2 separate regions of the Gasterosteus aculeatus genome follow, and region 2 is linked to region 1. A link is a contact called in public Hi-C data. All regions are on one chromosome and are shown on one strand. The core of a region is the stretch at or near the end of the contact, and the rest is flanking DNA. Distances in the headings are between cores, read along the strand shown.

Region 1 (7,046 bases), core at 1,566-4,065:
AGCCTGAGGAGCATTCCTCATGATTTTTTCCATAAGCTCAAATAAAGCATGAGAGTAGTCCTGCAACGACTCACCCTCTAGCTGTTTTCTGGAGAAGAAATCCTTCTGTAAAGCAACATAAGACAGTGAACATCCATACACTTCCTGCAGTATAGTCAAAACCTTCTCTGGATCCTCACGATCTTGCTGGGGCCTATACTTGATCTCATCTTTGGCAGACCCCTCCAAATGATCGTAAATGAAATAGGCCTGATCTATGCGAGCTAAATGCCTGGCCCGCATGCTAGCACAGACCTCTTCGACCCATTCTACCACTCCTATACCCACATTCCCCCTAAACATGGGGCACTTCCTTTCTCTGGGGATGTAGAGTAGGCGTTCAGGCGCTGCCCCTGGGAGACCAGCAGATCCAGAGGGGCCAGGGAGTTCAGAAGAGCCAGGAGTCAAGCTTGCTGGACGTGCTTGCGTTGCTGAAAGTTCTTGTGAAAGTTGTTCATTTTGAGCCCGGAGTTGAATCACCAAGTCCCGTAAGTCCAGCTGGCCTTCCTCCATTTCTATAGACTTGGGTGGTTTTGGCACCTGGGAGCCAACAGGGATACAGGTTCCTCTTCCTCTTTAAGAAGAACCTTTGGCCAACTGCTGTTTTTGCCCAAAAAGAAATAAATAGTAAGCTATCCGAAAAATATACACATGGGGGTGTCCTACATAAAGCAACTGTCAGAAAAGTGAACTAGAAGGACACGTCTCTGCTCTAAAAAAAAATAATAAAATAAAAAATAAAAAGAGTCCTGCCAGCAACGCCAATTTGTAACCGGGGCGGCCGTTCGCCTGGTCACAAGGGTGACAACGTCACTTTGGGGCTCTCACCCAAAGTATATCAGTTGTAATGAAAAAGAAAGGGGAGCAGAGAGGTGAAGTTCCAGTTTTGTAACAATGTTTTTTTTATTTACAAGTAGGTTTAATATTTAAAAGAAAAGGAATAATCAATCCAGAAACATTGGTCGGTTTTATGGCAAGATATAATCTATGCTTTAAAAAAGATTACTATACTGGGGTACCCTACCAGTATAAGGTGACTACTTGAGGCCCACCGGGGCGGGGGAGTGAAAGGGGACAAGGGGGCCACCACCAGGTCAAAGGGAAGAAAACACAGCAAATCAAAAGGAATTAAAACACAGCAAACAAACAAAATAAACCGAAAGGGCCTTCCACCTCGTGAGCCACCCCCTGTAGGCCTACTATATGCCCACCTGCACTGGCATTAAAGGGACCCCCAGTATAGGGCGCAGTAATGGTTGTTCATGTAGGACAAAACAAAGAAAACTAACCCAGAAAGAAAACAAATTCGCAATTCATAATCAAAGATACTATATAAACCGGGTAACCATAATCTATTTTAAATCAAAGGCAAAAACAGCAGTGACCAGGCTCAGTGTTGCACCACCTGATCATTTCCTGTATAAAAGAAAGAAGGTAAATAACGCCAATAAACATTTCACTGCTAAAAAGCATATTAAAACATGAAACAGAAAACCCCTGACATACCTCTAGATTCCGCTCAAACCCATCCGCACGTGGCGAGTGCTGTGCCTATGCCGTGGGAGACCTACAGCAAGCCCCCCTCTAGCTCTAGTGGGGCAAAAGCTCCCATTTAAAGAGCACCTGGTCACACCTGTTAGGCATCACCAATTAAGGTGGTGTAGCCAAACAGGCAGGGGGGGGAGGGGAGAACTCTATCTGATCTTCCACATGTATCCTGAACATTTAAAAGTAAAGCTGTAAATGTTTGCTTCTCTTTATTCTACATCCGTCGAGCTTTAATGATTTATTCCACAGTGTACGCCAGACGAAGCCAATCCCAGGACCATTTTCTTTAATTTACCAACAATCAGCTTTAAATGGAAGAGGCGTGTGCAAACAATCACGGTCCGAATGAACAAGATGTGTGTTTTTAGTGCGTGCTATCAACATCCGTCAAGAGTCCCTGCCGGTTTTTCCGTAAATCCGTATTCGAGTTACAGCTACAAAATGAATTTTAGCGACATCGATCTGTACCTTGTTGTTGTGTGCCTGCTCCTCCCCTAATGACACTATTGTATTTGGGATTTTAGTGTAGTATTGGAGATCTGCCAGCATTAATGGGACGGTCTACAAACAGGCAGAGCAAAGATTTGCCTTTTCTACAATCCATCAGGGAAACAGAGAGATGGAGAAAAGAGGATGGAAGACATGGGAATACTGAAGGAAAAGGCAAGTGAGGGATGTGTCTGTGTGTGTGCATGTGGTGGTGGGGAGGAGGAGGGGGGGGTCATATATTATTCATGAGCTTTCTTCCTTGGTCGAGTAAGGCTGTACTCATTTACCATATGTTGTAGGATTTTGCCATTGTAATACTATAAGACTATAATTTTCCCCAGATTGAAGTCATTTGGTTTCATAGAGTATATCAGTGCACTGGTTGCATAATGAAATGTAATTTATTTACCAACGGTGACTCTGGGTCAGTGTTGACACTTTCCCTGAAGCAGACCTACAAAATTAGCACAATGAATGTGAGCAGGATGAACTCAATATTATCTAATTATTGTTTCTTTACTCATTTATATACACATGGCCACATGTCACACGTCTTTGCGTCCCGGCAACTGTTGCTTTTAGAATTTATTTTACAGATACTATTGACTATAGAGAAATAATACATGTAGAACACTTTTTAATTGGAGGAGATAATCAACAACACAGAAAAGGGAGATATATATTACCTATTGCAAATCCTCAAATATAAGGTACTATCTGTATATGATAGATTCATTACTTGTCATCATAACTCCATAATGATTCCTCATGGGAAGCTGTGTGTCTCCACAGGAGAAACACTAGATGGTGCTGATGTCAAAGGGTAGTTGCTTTGTTTCTTATACAGCAGAACAGGGACATAAGGTTTAGATTATATAGTGCAACAATAAATGTCTGTGTACACGCACATAATGTTGGGGGGGATCCCTCTCCTCATGGTTTATTCCGTAGTCGTTTTAGCAAATGATAAATATAATTATGTTTGGTTTATATTCTTTTTTATATTGAGGAATGGTGTGTCCTTTTTGGAGTTTTTAGTGATCTGTTACTGCTCAGTGATCATCGTTCATTCAATTTTCATGGGTAGCCTGTATAATGTATACACTTCGCAAAGTATATAATTGGTATATATTTAATGCATTTTATAGATAAAGTCGTTTGGGAAGAAACAAGCTTATTGTTTATCAAATTCCATTAAACTTTATTTTATTTAGTATACATATTTTATTGGACATTTAAAACATGAAATTTGACTTATTGTAAAAATTCAAAGAAATGTACATTTCATGTTTGACAGTGACACCATTTAAATACTTAACATTTAGGCTTAACATCATGCAAACGCTTACCTTTTGAATGTGATATACGAGGCAAAGCAGCAGTTGCAGATTAATCTACCAAACAACAACAAAAAACATTTTACAGGTACGTCCAATGATAAAATAATTAATTTATATACCTGCAGTAGTGATTTCATATTTACAGCTTTTAAAATGAACCAAATAAAGACCGTATATGTGCCAAAGTAGAGTGAGCGTGTATTAGTTGTATGTCTGTTTGTTGGTGAAACGTACTGCAGGAGGAATACCAAGATCCAGTGATGTTGCATTCCATTAACGCAAGTTCACACCATGCAACAATATATACAATTGACAATTATACTTTTAGTAATATAACAAACTAACATAAGAATGCTGCACCAGACAAAATGCTCTGTATTTACTCACGGAACGCTGCATGAAATGCATATAATCAATACTGGAATTGGGAAAACTCTTAACCCGGATACAACTTCTTCCTTGGCACACCAAGGACTGCAGTAGATTTGTAAAACAAGCATCTAAGAATACTCCAAAATGGGAGGGTTAGAAAAATATGCATTCATAATTTGGGGTAATACTCAGAGATTTATTTTACTTTATGCAAAATAAATCTCAATTTACAGTGTTTCCTACAGCCCCCTTTACATTTACAATGGCTCCTTATCAAAATAGTCAAAGTAGTCCCTAACTACTTAACTTTTTCACATTCTCCATCAAAACCTTCAACACTAAGGTCCAAATACTGTCGTTGGCCACCTGTTATTTAGCAAATAATATATATAGTATTATTGTTCTCAAATTTGAAATTTTATCAATGACATTGTGGTTAAATAAACTTGTTGAATGTATTCACTTAAGACACTGTATGGATACATAAGGGTTACTCCCATCGGTGTTGGTTGAATTACAGATTTAAATCAGTCATGTGTTTTTTGTTAATAATGGGTTATGAGAAAAATGTACGTATTGTTGTACGCGTTTTGGCTGTTTAGAATATATAAATAATACACTAAAATGATTAGTACAAGCAAAAAAAGGTCTTTTGGCGTCACTACTGAGTGTAAACTGCTAAAAGGATCTAGTAAAGAATTCCGCAAGAAGAATTTCAACCCCATATGATGTTTGTAAATGAAAAAGAAAGCTTTTGTATCAGGTTAAAACGTTACAGTTATCCCAGACTACATCAGACTTAATGGCTTCTATGCAACCTGCAACTGTTTGTTTTTAAATCTGCTTTGGGAATCCTTGGGAATAATCTGCTTGAATGGTTGGAAGTCACATTCATCATGCGTTTCATAAACTCTGCCTATTGAAGTCTGAAACAGCTGTCATGTGTCTGAGGAGACAGTAAGATATGACTAGTGCCGTTTTCTGCACCAACGGAGGCGAAACAACACAGACGGGACTTTAACATTTTCGTTCCAAACTTAATCCAAAACTAAAGTCTGCACTATTGGTCCAGTGATCAAATGCTTGAATAGAGGAACGTTTCTGTGACTCTGACATTCAACATTCTAAACGTAGAGTCTCATCATCAAAGTGATTTCACTGACGGGTTTCAGCTCTCAGACTGAAACATGCAGACTTGACATCCATCGCACAGAGTTGCTCTCCAGTCGTAAACGCTCCTTATCTGCAGTCGTGTGGTGTGTACGCCTGTCAAGAATCTATCAGGATTGTAGTAACACTACAAGCAAATACTAGACACGCTCACTCCGGCTCTGGGCTGGTCTAGCTACTCGGCTAGTACTATTTCAGTAGGTCCACTGCTTAAAACTAGAGAAAAACAGCAGACTGGTTAAACCCTTTCCTTTCTCCCCGAGAACAAAACAAAGCTCAGAATAAAGTGAACTATCCAACCCACAACTTAAGTTCGGTTTCAAACAGAAGCAGAAATGATGAATAAGAAATCTGCAGCGGTGAGGGTAGAGAATCAGGTCTAAGTCAGGACACTCGAGGAAGGGAACGATTTAAGCAGGATAATATTAAATTATCTGAGAATTTTACTCCAAAATCCAGATAGATAAATAGGACCCGCACAGTGCTAACACAACCACTGAAACACCTCTGCCTCAGCACGGCGAGGAGGACATTTGTTCATACTCTGGACACTTGAGGAGGGCTGGGTAGTTGGAGGAGTTCATCTGGACGGAGGCCTCGGAGGAGATGGCGGATGCACTGCGACCACGCCCGGCCCAGGCGTCAGGGTGGAGGAACTGGCCGGAGTAGTCTGAGCAGTTGCTGAGGCGAGGCTGGTAGAAGCCCTGATGGGGCCGGTACATTTCCTCTGCTGTGTAGCGCTTCATGAACAGGTACACGGACATGACGCCTGCAGCCTGGCGGGGAGAAGAGACTAGTTATTATCCAGAAACATCCGGTTATATCCAGGTCACTTTAAGCAAACGCATAACCAAAAAAATAATTGCGATTAGAGAACTGTTGGTTGTTGATTGATGAGAAATTGTTTCCTGCCTCAGACCATCATTCAAAATCCCAAACCCCATAAATTTGAATGTGGGTTTATTCAAATGTGGATCTTCACATTTCCTGTTTTCTAAAGGATATCCACTTCACAGAAAAACTGTAATCCACATTCAAACTTTTGAACTATTCACTTTTATGACTACAAAATATTCAAACGAATAGTGAATGACCAAGAATCAATAGCAGACCCTCACTGAAAAGCTGATTTAAAGACTTGGCCTAAATCGAACCATCCAACCACCAATCATACTTAAGGAATTCTAAGACATGATGTCTTTTAGGACTATCTGTTACAACACAAAACGTTTTCTGATGCATTCCTCACTCAGAGTAAACCGTGAATATCAGAGACAACCTCACATCATACAAATAAAATATTAGAGCCAACTTGTTGGACAAGGACAAAGAACAAGCCTGGGACCCTTATAAGAGAAAATCTGTCTCAATACAAACATCCAGGCGTCGTCCAGGTGTCAAGCAGAAACAAGCTAATGGCTTATTAAACATATTTCAAACGGTCAGAAGGCTTGAGTTATATCCACACTTTGTTTCGTGTAGTTACCTCAGTGAGCAGGAAGGAGATGGCAGCAAAGGCAAAGGACCAGCCGTACTTGTAGCTGAAGTAGGCCTCATTAGTTCTGGTTCTGTTCAACATTTCGTCATTAATGTTGGAGATGTACAACACCAGACCGACCACCAGAGAGAGACCTGAAGGAGGCAGGGACTATGTTCATTAAAATAAAAATCCTCTCGCACTTGCTTTATTTCAGCACAAATCCAATTCCTCACAAGTAAATGTCTGATGAGGTCGCGAGGAAAAGCCAAACCAAGGAAAAGCCAAACCAAGGAAAAGCCAAACCTGACAGGATGAAGAAGATTCCAGAAACGAAGGCCAGGATGGTGCGATGGGGTCGGATGTGTCCGATGTTACTGAGCACAAAACCGATGAACATGAAGAAGAGGCTAACCAGAGGGAAGGGTGTCGCAGAACGGATCATCTCTGCATGAGGACAAGAAAGGAGTGAAAAACATTCAGAAATGCACCAATGATTCAGCTGTCGCTCCCGGAGCAAACTTCTCTTCCTTCTTTTTTGTGTGCAATTTCTTCAGTAACTAAGTGGCACCTCCTTGTCATTACAACCTTTAGACTCAAGGAGGATATGA
Region 2 (7,046 bases), core at 2,734-5,233, 45 kb after region 1:
TCAAAAAGACAATTAGTCATTGACCTGTTGATTTGGTATTTGGCATTTTTACTCTTTTTCATGCTGAATGTATGCACATGTCACATTTTAAGAGGTGCTTTCATGAAATTATTTCTGGAAAAACTCAGTATTATAGACATGTTGATGAAATGGACCGATGGACACAATTGTGGAGGTCGCTCGTAGATACCAGTCAACAAGAACAAAAACCAGCAGGTATCCGTCTCGGCAAATTGGATTGAACTTGCTTGGGAGAAAAGCCGGTGGGAAACACTGAGACACCAGCTTGTACGGTTGTGTTTGAACTTGCCAGCGGACGCAGTAGACGTCTGTCACACTAGTATGCTTATGTCATGAGAGAGCGCTCGTGTGAGTGTGTTCATCCGTCCCGAGGCAGTAACCTTAATCTGGAGCACAAGGGTGACGGAGGCTCAGACCAGACAGTGACCGAGACGACCTCATGCATCAGGAAACAAGCACGCACACACATCTCTCGCTCAGCCTTACCTCTGGGGCTATGTAGTCGGGAGTGCCGCAGAAGGTGCGTGTGGTCACTCCCTCGGCCATGTTCTCTTTACACATGCCAAAGTCAGCAATTTTAATGTGTCCCTCCGAGTCCAGCATCACATTGTCCAACTTCAGATCCCTGGGGAGGCCCACAAAGAGGCTAAATATCCTTGAAGATGTTGAATTTGCTGTTCAAATGTGTTTCAGAAGGTGGCTCTCAATCCCAATCCTAAATACCACTATTTTTACACTGTTTATTACAGTGATTAAACAGTAACTCAAGAAAGAGCTGATAAAAAGATTACGGCTCAAAAATAATTATTCTATATCAACGGCTATCGGATTATTAGTTTAAACGCAGCGGCGGAATTGATTGATGCATGAACTAATTGTTACCCACCTGTAGATGACTCCTTTAATGTGCAGGAAGAAGAGACCAGCAGCGATCTCTGCGGCATAGAACCTGCAAAACATAAACCACAGACCTTTAAACGCAAAGGATCTTACTTTGTTGCGATCCAAGAAGAATTACTTACAGAGCGATCATATTACTGTTGGAGCTTACTGCTTCAGTAACAACGCAGCATGGAATTCTATTATTCACCTTGCAAGCGCTATGAGGGTTTTTAAAAACAAAAGTAATGATTTTCTCAAACTAAAACAAACATAGGAAGTCTATTCGAAAGAGCAAAATGATTCACTAAACAGTAGTCTTACACTGCCTGAGGTTCCTTGAACTTGCCAACTTGTTGGATGTGGTACATGAGGTCTCCGCCATTCACGTACTCCATGACAAAGTACAGACGGTCCTGTGTTCAAACACGTGGGAATAGAAGAGAGAGTTTAAGGAGAGGGGCAGGGATCGTTTTGCAGGAAAATAAGCATTAAACAAAAGCTGTGAAATTACAAACGATTTGTATATATACTGCATGTGCTCCAAACGGAGACATAAAACTCAGTGCTGCAGCCGACCGTAACCTCGCTGTCTGAGTCATTCTATCCTTCCTAACACACATTCCGCGACAAGGTGACCTAAAAAAGCCACGACAAAGAGCTTCACGGAGAAAGGAAACACTCAACACGGACATCTGTCAAGGCGCATTCTCTCTGTCTGGTACCGCTGGTCCCTTACTGCCCGTGACGCGTTTGGCCTTGAGAGTCGCTCACTAGCAAAACACAAACAAAACACCTCAGACAGCCGCAGAGCTGACGGAAGGTTTGACAAAGCTGATCTGATCTTGGACATTTGAGTCTCTAACCTTCACACTAGAAACACTAATTATGCTAAATATACGTATGCACAAGACCGGACTGAGGCTGAAATGACTTTTCTGTAGCATGTTACAATAATGAAGTTCATATAAATTCATGCATATTTGTGCACATTTGATATTGGTTCATATTTTAGTTCATTTTTTTCTTGGAACTGTGGTCATACAACAGTGAAGGTATGTGTGTGCTAGAAATACACATATTACCGTACAATTACATGTTTCTTTACTCATACAGTACGTGCTCTGAGGTCCTGTAGTCTGGTTTTGGGATGACTCACAGCAGAAATGCTTTTGTATAAACACACAAACATACACACACACACAGACACACACACACACACACACACACAGACACACAGACACACACACAGACACAAAGCACAGCCGTCTAATTAGGGTCTGTTTGTTTACATTGTACTTGTCGTACACGCCCTCTGCTGCTCTCCACAACCCTTCACGACTAAGCCGCTCAGCCAAAAGCCCCGTGGTAATGTAATTGGACCTGACCTGACCCAAATGACATTTTCCTGATGTGTGTCAGGGAGTATTTCACCTACCACAGTCTGGAAGCACGAGTGCAGTTGTGTGAGGAAGGGGGGCTTGTCCTGTTGCGCCAGGACTCTCTTCTCCACCATGGTACATTCCACGTCATCGTCCTGGATCACCACGTCCTTCTTCAGGATCTTTATTGCATACAGCTCTTCTGTGGCCTTCATCTCCGCCAGCATGACCTTCAGAGGGACATTGGGAAAAGATCCCAGCCGAGTTCAGCCTGCTGTTTACGCGCTGCTTTCGCTTGCTTTGTGGCCACGAGAGTGTTTTTATTTTAGGCCTCACCTTCCCGAAGCTCCCTTTCCCGAGCACGGCCAGGAAGGAGAAGTCGCTGAGTTTGACTTCGTTCAGGCTGACAAAGGGCGGCTGGATGGACTGGCTGCCGTCCGCCTCTGTGATCCCCTTCTTACCAGGGCCCAGCTTGGCTTTCTGCACTCAGGGGACAAAGCGAGGTGTGTATAAGATGTGCAGCTTTAAAAAAGACTTTGAGTGACACACACACACACAACAAAAAGGTACAGTGAGTTGCTCAGACAAGATGACAAGTTCCTGAAATCATAAGATGTTTTATAAGTTATTGCATGAAAAAAATGTAGAAGATACTGAAACAATGATGTACTTGGATGGAGCTCCTTTGGGGGGGTTCCACAACAAGTGAGAGAATGTCACCGGCCAACGGATAAAATAATGTTTTCTTTTTACACAAGATATTATATATAAATACCACCATTACGTGTGCTCACACACTCACACTGTGCTTACTCATTTTCATAATGCACTGACTGATAAGCAGAATTTAAAATGAATAGAGTGAAATAAGTCTGTGGTGCCATTGTGGAGCATTTACACACACAAATAAAGGCTACAAACAATTTGAGTGTACTGAATTGTGGCAAACGAGAGAATAAATGGACGTTTCTTTCTACCATGTTGTTCCTTTATTGACTAATTAACAGCATTGGCTCTCACCAAACCATGTTAAAATGTATTACAAGTTATTTGAATTAATTGTAATCTCTGTACTGATGGTTATTATTAGTTTAAAGGAAAAGTGTGAACGATGACAAACTGTTACATTAAGTAAAAGCAACATAATCTTTTTGGTGATTCATATTAAAAACTTGCAGCTCAGTCTTAAAACATTTAAACAATACATTTATGTTTAAGGACAGTTTTTATTTTGTGATTACATGTAACGCTAAAGGCAAATCATGAAAAGAGAGCACCTGCGGTATTTTCCTTTTGAAAGCTGGCTGTGAGAGTGATGAAGCTGAAGATACCACAGTGAGGCCTTGCTCTGGTACAGCATGTCCGCTCCAGAGAAGTCCTTCATGTCCACTTGCAAAAATGCACACAGATTCTCTTCTATTCACTTCATTCATGCCCACGTCATGCGTAACCTCCCAGTACGGCAAGATGCTCCGACAAGAACAGTGCACCACGCTGTACAAATACACAACTTCATGGCAGACCGAATGCTAAACAACAATCCAATATTTTGAACCTCTCTTCACAAGAACACGACCAAGATTACCATGTCCAGTATTCACAATCCCAGGGTGAAAACACAGATCCAAACTCATGCAGATCCATCGACACCACAGATGTAATCTACACCCACATGCCGCAGGGAGCTTGGCTTGCGCTTCACTTTTGAAATGTTTAAATTGGAACGAATAGCAAGGAAGCCAAACCCCTTTTGAGTACAGTCATCTCACCTTAGAAAGTAGGCCAAAGGTCATTTAAGCATTCACTACACTACACGTTGACAAAAATCTGTGACTCTAATCCCAAACAAGAGTTTTCAGGGTTGCATCATTAAGGAGGATTCATTACAAACCCAATCCAGACTACTCCACACTATTCTGAATTAAAAGACCTTTAACAAGGGCAGCTTTAGTTTGGTTAATGGCATCTAGCCCCGTCTGCCGCAGGGCAAATGCAAAGCAGAGCAGACCGCACCAGATCACAGCACATCTGTAAGCTTGAGCCGGTAAGAAAGGGGCTGGCCAAGCCGAGCCAGGGAGAAGGGAGGGAGAAGGCCCGACCTCACTGAGTACAAGTGTTTTTTACACGCTGGTAGTTGAGGGCAGATCACACACACGGGTAAACAAAGATGCAGAAATCATATTTAAACACAAAAGGCGCTTTAACCCTTCGGAATAATTAGATTTAAAGTAGATCACAACGTCACTCAGTATTGGTGGATCGGAAATTTCTCCACAATCAATTCAGCTCCTTAGTAAAGATACTATTAACGTTTATTTTACTTCACAAGTCCCAGTGGGCCCGTTTCAGGTTTTAGTGCCTCGTGTTGCCTCTTAAAGAAAACTTCCATGAATGCAGAACTCTGTGTCAAGAGAGACTAGGATCAATATATTACACAATTGAAGTAGAAATTTGAAGCTTAGAAATGAAACATAATGCTAAGTTCAACAGTACCACAAACACCATGTGCATTATTCCAAGTGAAAAGCATACCTGTACTCCACCAAGGAAACGGTATGAAGAGTACAAAGCAAAAGGAGAAATGTGTCATAGAATTATTGCTGCCTTCAGGTAACCTATGATAATGAATGACTCTGTAGAGCCAGTGACTGTTTTTTCCTTTCTGGAATACTTTAGAAAAACGGCGGCGCAACAACGCCGTAAAAAGAGGACCCGTTCCCCAGCAGGTCAATGACTTCCCAATTTCAGGGATGTTAAAAAATAAGATGTTCCTTTGCAAGTACACTGATGAAGGCCTCGTGAATGGCACGCAGGCACAGCACCCCTACACACACACACACTAAACAGTCACACACACACAAAACAGACACACTAAACACACACACAATTGCTCATTGCCCCGATAAGGAGCCTGGTATTATTTATAAATTCAATACTGACATCTAGTGGTCAAAAAATTCGCCAATGTGAAGTATTTTTGTTGTTCTTAATTCCAGTGAATCTAAAAATAGAGAAAGTTGGAGAAGTGGTACTTCTCGGGACCAAAAATAAGTGTCTATTGGATGAAACATTTTTTAAACAAGATAAATGTTTTTATCTGATGCTTGATAAATGTAAACAGGGATATATGATATAATTTCCTATATAACGACCATAAAAAAATCTTTAAAAAAAATAAGTACTGATTTTGTCTTCTGTGTAAGACTGAAATTATTGTCTACATTTTCTATTGAAAACAATAAAATCCCAATAATGCACAAAGATGGATGGAAAACAAAAAAAAAAATGAAAGAAAATGATTTTAGAAATTAAAACAATAGAATGTTTCACATCTCTGTCTTAACGAATATGCGTAATTTTGCACAACTATTTATATGTATTGATTACTCAAACTTTAAATCACGGTTGATATTTTTGATATTTGTTTGAGAGAGTCAATAGCGAGCTTTGTTGTAGTAACACCCAAGACAAGCATGAGTGTGTGAGCAGGTTATAAGACCAGCTGTTGAACTCTGACACACAAACCTCCTATTTGGTAAATATTATGTACTTGTGCACCTGCTGCTATGACAACTAAATTCAGGGAGGTGAGAGAAGGTCGGGCGCTTCCCTGACATTATCAACACTCCTATTCTTAACTAGTTAATTTAAGCACCTCTGATGGACAGAAGAGCTGCCTCACTCGCAGCAGGCCGGACAATTCAATGCAGAAATTGAATGAAGTCAAAGGCAACAGTGTCTCACCAGCGGCCTCCGCTCGAAGAGTCTCGTACAGTACTGTGTGTGAGTTTGTAAATGTGTGTTCGGGAGGCATTGGAGAGGAAGTAATGTGTGATTTACTTACGATTATGGAAACTCAAGTACTGTTCATCCAATTTTCCTTTCGAATCATTATTCGAAAGTTGTTAGGGTGACGATCATCACTGAACATCATGACCAATAATTTCATATAAATCATGTTGGATCATCACTGAGCGGTTTCCACTAAGAGGAAAATCTTCTAATTAATGGAAAAATACGAATTGATCATATATCAATAAATGAAAAAAGAGTTAAGATCCTCTAAATCTGAAAAAGTACAAACTACATCTGTCATTCATGTACATTTTTTACAAAGCAACTTCAATTTGCGTTTCTTACGAGTGTTTAGAATAGAGAATATTTATATATATATGTGTATGATACTGTATGTGGGGTTCATTTCATTACAAAGTCTGACAAGTACTACACGCATCTTTACATATAACGGCTTGCAAAAAAGCTTTACTTATAAAATAAACAATACAATAATGATGAATAATGTTAATCCCACCCCAAACAACTGCAACAAGTTGTGGGATCAGAACAAATTGGGCTTTCAGGCATCAAATCTTCATAAAGTCAAAGTCTTTGAAATGCAAAATGTCTCCGGAGATTAAAAGACAGCTGTTGGTGGGCTGCTGTGATTGGATCCCAGACACGAATCTCTCTGACGGAGGAACAAAACGCTAACAATCGGTGACAAACACACAACTCGAACGAGAGGCTGAGAGCGGAGGAGGTCTTTGAAAGCTGCAGCTGCAGCGATGTCATTTGCATCCAACAGTTGTAGCTGAGGAGAAGTTGACCGTTGGGTTCATTTCAAGTTCCCGTACACATGCTTGTTTAAGGATGGATTAAGGACAAGGAATTGGATTAACAAGGTAAAGTTGTCTAAAGGAAAGACAATAGGAGTCCGTGTCAAAGACAGTTACCACATTAGCGGCAACACTGAACCAGGTTGGC

What was found. Hi-C and Micro-C count contacts between places; a contact is called where the count stands out from the background.
Region 2: a contact with region 1 is called in a Hi-C map of skeletal muscle, with 5 times the contacts expected there. The contact joins two enhancer-like sites. A contact is called at or near these places in 3 of 6 Hi-C or Micro-C datasets (skeletal muscle and tail fin).

What each region holds. Positions count from the first base shown.
Region 1 is chr9:10,498,861-10,505,906 of fGasAcu3.hap1.1, forward strand. It overlaps LOC120825718 (voltage-dependent calcium channel gamma-5 subunit), which reads right to left. Exons shown (of 6, transcript XM_040187506.2): 4 at 6,742-6,882; 5 at 6,445-6,590; 6 at 3,254-5,734. The coding sequence ends at 5,471. Among protein-coding and RNA genes, the nearest start is that of LOC144383199, 11 kb to the right of the region's middle. Within about 2 kb of position 2,816, at least 1 of the 9 cell types and tissues checked has open chromatin away from gene starts, as enhancers often do.
Region 2 is chr9:10,543,183-10,550,228 of fGasAcu3.hap1.1, forward strand. prkcaa (protein kinase C, alpha, a) reads right to left here. Exons shown (of 17, transcript XM_040186977.2): 9 at 2,619-2,762; 10 at 2,339-2,512; 11 at 1,225-1,316; 12 at 908-970; 13 at 508-646. Among protein-coding and RNA genes, the nearest start is that of LOC120825718, 28 kb to the left of the region's middle. Within about 2 kb of position 3,984, at least 2 of the 9 cell types and tissues checked have open chromatin away from gene starts, as enhancers often do.